Linked DNA regions of Pan troglodytes: region 1 is linked to region 2. Evidence: chromatin contacts called from public capture Hi-C data. All regions are on one chromosome and are shown on one strand. Each heading gives the region's core, a stretch centred on a gene start, on an enhancer-like site or on the middle of the called end of the contact. The rest is flanking DNA. Distances are from core to core; before and after follow the strand shown. Region 1 overlaps HLCS (holocarboxylase synthetase). Region 2 overlaps HLCS (holocarboxylase synthetase).

Region 1 (2,700 bases), core at 7-2,506, 84 kb before region 2:
CTGGCATTGTTGGACCAATCGAGCCAAGACGGGGTTTGTTGACAGGAATGTTGCTGAAGAACCACATGGAGTTGAGCTGTTTGCCTTCAGATTTAGCAGTTGTTTAGACAAGCAGGACTCTTTATTCTTGCTCAGACCTGAGTGAGCTGAGCCTCAAGGTTGAAAAGTAAAAAGGAGATGTAAGGGAAAAACAGTTCTTTCTCAACCTATATTTCTGTGCGGTATATTGACTTTCCTTCAGAATTTTCTTTGTTCTGAAAACTATTTCTTCCCATTCTGCTGCCTCAAGGATTCTTCTTTTAGAATTTTTTTGTAGTTTCATTATCCACTCTTTGTTTCGCCAAAAACAAAGCAAATAATAACAACAACAATATCAACAACAGCACAAAAACTGGATATACCTCCCCCTGAAAATAAACAAATAGAAACATTCAGGGGAACTGCCCCCCCGGTTGGAAACACCAGTCTAGGCCCCTTGGAAATGTCTTGGTGGAGGTCCCAAAGGTCTCAGGAGGACAGAGGACCTCGACATTTATTGAGTGCCTAATGTATAGGAACTTTAGGAAACCAACATTTATTGAGTGCCTACTGTGTATTTTCTTTAGGAAACCAACATTTATTGACTGCCGCTAGGTATCAACTTTAGGAAGCAACATTTATTATGTGCCTACTATGTACCAACTTTACAAAGCCAACATTTACTGAGTGCCCACCACACATCAACTTTAGGAAACTAAATTTATGGAGTGTCTACTATGTATCACTTTTAGGAAACCAACATTTATGGAGTACCTACTGTGTATCACCTTTAGGAACTCAACATTTATTGAGTACCTACTTTGTATCAACTTTTAGAGCTCTAGAAATGGCAATATTCCCATTTTACAGATGAGGAAACAGAGGCTTCAAGGTCACTCAGCTAAGAAGTGCAGAATTTGAATCTAGGTTTGCCCAACCTTGGTTTTTTTCTCTATATAAAGAGAGCAGTTGAGTGGTCTGGGCCACCAAGAAGAGGTGGCAAAATATACTCCGGTGGCCATCACAGAGCTCATAGGAAGGAAGATAGGCCAGGCTTATTTCTTACTCTCCCAGAGGAGGCCATTTTGATGCCTGTGATACTTGGACTTTTTTTTACCTACTTAGCACAAGTAACGATTACACGTGCAGCTTTAAGAGAAATGACCTAGTAATGTTGAGCTGGACTGCTCTGCCTCTTTGCCGACCCTCAGTCTCTGAGTCCCGCTCCACCCCTGGGGGCCAATTTTTGAGCAGCAAGTGGGCCTTAGACTTTGTAGCACTGGCCTGGAATTAACTGGGAGCGTGTCCCTGCTACTGCCTCTGACATGAATGAGCCTTGCATACCACGAGAATTTCAGTTTTACCTACTTAGAAGAGGGATAGTGCAGTTTGCCGTTGTATTTACGGTTCATGAAACTCATGATTTTCTAATAAAGGCTGGTGAAGGTGCCTAGGGTAGAAGTAGCAAATGCTCCCAGCAGTCCCATCCGTACAGCTGGGAGCACTGTTGTGCGCCACGGCACGGAAGTTTCTGAAGGTGACACTTGCCCATGTTCATTATGGCTTAGAAAGGAAGCCCAGTATTCGGGATTCCTCACCTCCCTGGTAATATGGAACCCGCTTTGATCGGGGCCGAGTGGCCGGCTGTGAGCATGGGAGGGGAGGGAAGGAAAATGAGTCATCGTGAGGCAAAAGGTGTGCAGTGACTTCTTTGAACAGAAAGTTTTCTTCCATTTAAGAAGAATAACAATCAAAAATGGACAAAAGTTATTAAACCCATTTCCTGGGTTTAAAAAAAAATTGTGGTTGTAGAAAATGAAAGCATAAAAAATCAAGTCCATGTAAGCTTGAAAAGAAACCTGCAGTGGTGGATTTGCACATCGGCCTTAATTGGCCCAATTGACCTTCTCTGCTGTATTTACAATTGCCTTAAAATTGTAAGCAGATGTTTGAAACCCCATCTTTAATAGGTCTCCAACATCTGTTTCACCACTGCTGCTGCCCACCAAAGCAGTTGTAATTAGGGAGCACCGAATGCATACATCTTTCCTTATGGACCCAATCGATCGGATTTCTCCCCACGGTATTAAAGTCGACCCTGATTCTTGCTTTTATTTGAATACATTTTGCAATATATTTTCTTACACAGGACAGTATCCAGCCAAGTACAAAAAAAAAAAAAAAAAAGATAGTCGTTCTCCATACTGAATTGTTAAGATCATGTCTGTATAAGTCACTGACCGTGAGTGACAAAGATGTTCACACATACAAGCACAAAACCCTGAAAACAGTGAAAGCTTTTGTTCTTTCCTGTGGCCTGTGTATTCTAAACTAGGTGTTTCCTGCAGAAATGATCAAAGGTAAAATGTGGGCATCTTAGAAGGTGGGAGGAAGCATTATTTATTTATTTATTTATTTATTTATTTATTTATATTTTAATCAATAGACTTCACTTCTTAGAGCAGTTTAAGGTTAACAGAAAAATTGAACAGAGTATAGAGTTCCCATATACTCCCTCCCTGTCCTTCTGTCTCGCCCGCCGAATCCCCCTCCGTTTCCCCCTATTATTAACATCTTTCATTAGTGTGGTACATTTATTACAATTGACGAGCTTCTCTTCATAAATTGTTGTTGAAGTCCATCAGTTCCATGACGGCTCATTCCTCGTGCTGCGGAGTTCTA
Region 2 (2,886 bases), core at 94-2,593:
GAGGCTGAGGCACAAGAATCGCTTGAACTCGGGAGGCAGAGGTTGCGGTGAGCCGAGATTGTGCCATTGCACTCCAGCCTGGACGACAGAGTGAGACTCGTATCAAAAAAAGGAAGAAAGAAAGTCCTGTCATGGGAGAAATTAACTCTAGCAACAAGTTAGTCTTAGGAAAATAAGTAAAACAAACACTAAGCCGAGAACATTAAATGAGTCTGTTTGGTCTGTTTAGCTTTTTCATGGCTTTGACTTTGACCTTGGAGCCCCACTAGTTCCCTTAGCGAGCATTCTTTGAGGGCCTGCTGTGCTCAGAGGCTGCGTGCGCCAGGCGCTGGAAGCCAGGATGGAAGTGGGAAGCTTGCCTTCAGCGGTGAACGGGGTCGGGGGAATTTGTGTTCCCGTTCTCCTTAAGAAGCTTGTACCAATGTTCTTTCCCTCTTCTGCAGTCAGCTGCCCAGCCTCACCTGTGTGATGGGACATTTGATTTTGAATTGGGTTTCTTTTTTAACATAGTCAAGTTAGCTGACACAGTGCAGCTACTTTGATTGAAATAGGCCCCTGTTGTTTGGATTTCACTTTTTGTGTGGCCTTCACTAGGACCCCAACTGGTCCCTAACCAGATGTCACCGTCAGCACACAAATCATGACCACCCTCCCCAGACCCAAGGCGGCCTCGCTGGGACGCAGGCATTCCTTCCGGAACTCGCCTTGGGCCGCCCATTCTCACTCCTGCTCTTTCTTCTGTCCATGAAGTCCCCCTGGGCCCCGCACCCTCCCTCCACCCACACACCCCTACCCCTGCTCTCTTCTCTGCTTCTTAAAATTCTGTTCATCCTTAAGGCCCAGCTCCAGTGCCATTCTCAGACCCTCCAGCTACTTCCAGCTCTTTCCTCCAGCACTGTCCAGCACTTGCCATGTTGAAGCCTCTTTTATGGTATCCACCACGTGTGGCTTTGAAGAGGAGTGATGTGTGCACCTGTTCCGTCTCCCATGATGTTAGCAGCTCTTCAAAAGCAGGATTTGTTTCATTTTGGTCTTTTTTTATGTGGGAGGATCACAGCAGCTGTTGGAATAAATGATTGAGAAAATGAAAAATGAGCACACAGTCCTCCTCTTCATGTGGAAATGCTGGTCCTGTTTACCTGCGTGAGAACCCAGAGTTTCATGAGCTGCTTCATGAGCCGATGAGATCTGAAGCCATGAAGGCGAGCTGGAGCCCAAGTGCAGGGCCCGCCCAGGCACCAGCTGCCATGCACGTGGCGGAGGAGCTTGACAGCTCTGGGAACTCTGCAGGTGTCCTCCCGCCGGCGAGGCAGGGGCTCATTCCCCTGGCCATGTGGTGGGCACAGGGGGGTGTGGGAAGGCGAGAGAGGGGCAGGAAAGGGAACTGGGGGCAGTGATGAAGAGCAGAGCCTCCTAGACACAGGTTTCCTAGAGGAGACTTTCTCAGCCCAGTGCTATTGATATGTGGGCCCTGGCATGTTTGTCGTGGGGATGTCCTGTGCCTTAAAGGATGTGTGTCAGCATTGCGGCCTCTACTCTCTAGACGCCAGTAGCACTCCCTCAGGCTGTGACAACCAGGGAAGTCTCCCAGTATCGCCAAATCCACCCCTCTCCCACTGAGAACCCCCGTTCTAGAGAGAAAAGAAACGTGAAGCTGTTGATCAGTTCTGGGTCATTGCACACCCCCCATGCTTGGTTTACTTAAACTTTTTGTTCTCCTGTGCTCCTATTCCTGTATTTTTTCTCTCAGCCTAAACTACTGTTTTAGGGCAGATGAGCTTCCAATATGCTCTAACGGGCCGAAGTCAAAAGAAGGCCTGTTGGAAGGAGGAAGGGATTTCATGGAAGCAACAGGCCGCGTGGCATAGGATTCCTCACCCAGGCCTGGTGGCAGAAAGGTTTGAATTTTAGCTCCGTGGCTTTCAAGTGCTATAACCTCAGGCAAGCCACATAATTTCTCTAAGCTTCCGTTTCTCCCTCCGTTCCCTGGGGATGCGCTAGCACCAACACATGGGCTGGGTGTGAGTAACACGTAGATAATGCTGAGAAGGTGCTTGGTGCCATGCCTGGCCTGCAACGTGGGAAGACCAGCCCCGTGGCCCTTGGAGGCCATCAGCTACTCTCTGCTCCCTTAGCTTTATTTTGCTGAATGTTCTCTTCCAGCCTTGCATCTCCAGACAGGCTTCCTTTACCCACACATGGCACAGCCTGGCTGCCAGCCCGAGGTCTAAAAGACCTGGTGGTTCCGACACCCACTCGGCTAGCCCCGTCTCTGTGTCCCAACTTCAGAGTCACAGTGGATAGGCAGAGAGGCCTGGGTGGCCTTGTTCAAGACACTGTCCAGTCTTGGTCCATTCTGTAAGCTGATGACAGGGAGAGCCCCCCCACCCCCAGGCCACACCATTCAAGATGCAGAGGCAATAGGCCACATGACAAGTCCAGTTCCATTACCCAAGATGACCATTAGCAGTTCTGCGAGGCTTTCGCTAACGTGAATTTCTCCTCTGCATCTTCACAGCATTCTTTTTTTTTTTTTTGAGACAGTCTCGCCCTGTCACCTGGGCTGGAGTGCAGTGGCACGATCTCGGCTCACTGCAACCTCCTCCTCCCGGGTTCACACAATTCTCCTGCCTCAGCCTCTCAAGTAGCTGGGATTACAGATGCACACCACCACACCCAGCTAATTTTTTGTATTTTTAGCAGAGATGGGGTTTCACTATGTTGGCCAGACTGGTCTCGAACTCCTGACCTTGTGATCCGCCCGCCTCAGCCTCCCAAAGTGCTGGGATTACAGGTGTGAGCCAGCGCGCCTGGCCACTGCCTGCTACTCAAGACATTTCTACCTGCCTTTTGTGACCTTGGTTAATTCAGGGCCATCTTTGTCTC

What was found. Capture Hi-C pulls out chosen DNA fragments and counts their contacts.
Region 1: a contact with region 2 is called in a capture Hi-C map of stem cell-derived neural stem cells, with 2.2 times the contacts expected there. The contact joins two enhancer-like sites. A contact is called at or near these places in 1 of 7 Hi-C or Micro-C datasets (stem cell-derived neural progenitor cells) and 1 of 1 other capture datasets (stem cell-derived neural stem cells).

The regions. Positions count from the first base shown.
Region 1 is chr22:37,547,032-37,549,731 of NHGRI_mPanTro3-v2.0_pri, reverse strand. All of the region lies in intron 6 of HLCS (holocarboxylase synthetase), which reads left to right. Among named protein-coding and RNA genes, the nearest start is that of HLCS, 140 kb to the left of the region's middle. Within about 2 kb of position 1,256, at least 2 of the 24 cell types and tissues checked have an H3K27ac peak or open chromatin away from gene starts, as enhancers often do. A contact at or near this core is called in stem cell-derived neural stem cells, where this site is marked.
Region 2 is chr22:37,463,053-37,465,938 of NHGRI_mPanTro3-v2.0_pri, reverse strand. The region is part of intron 8 of HLCS (holocarboxylase synthetase); the gene reads left to right. Among named protein-coding and RNA genes, the nearest start is that of SIM2, 62 kb to the right of the region's middle. Within about 2 kb of position 1,343, at least 1 of the 24 cell types and tissues checked has an H3K27ac peak or open chromatin away from gene starts, as enhancers often do. A contact at or near this core is called in stem cell-derived neural stem cells, where this site is marked.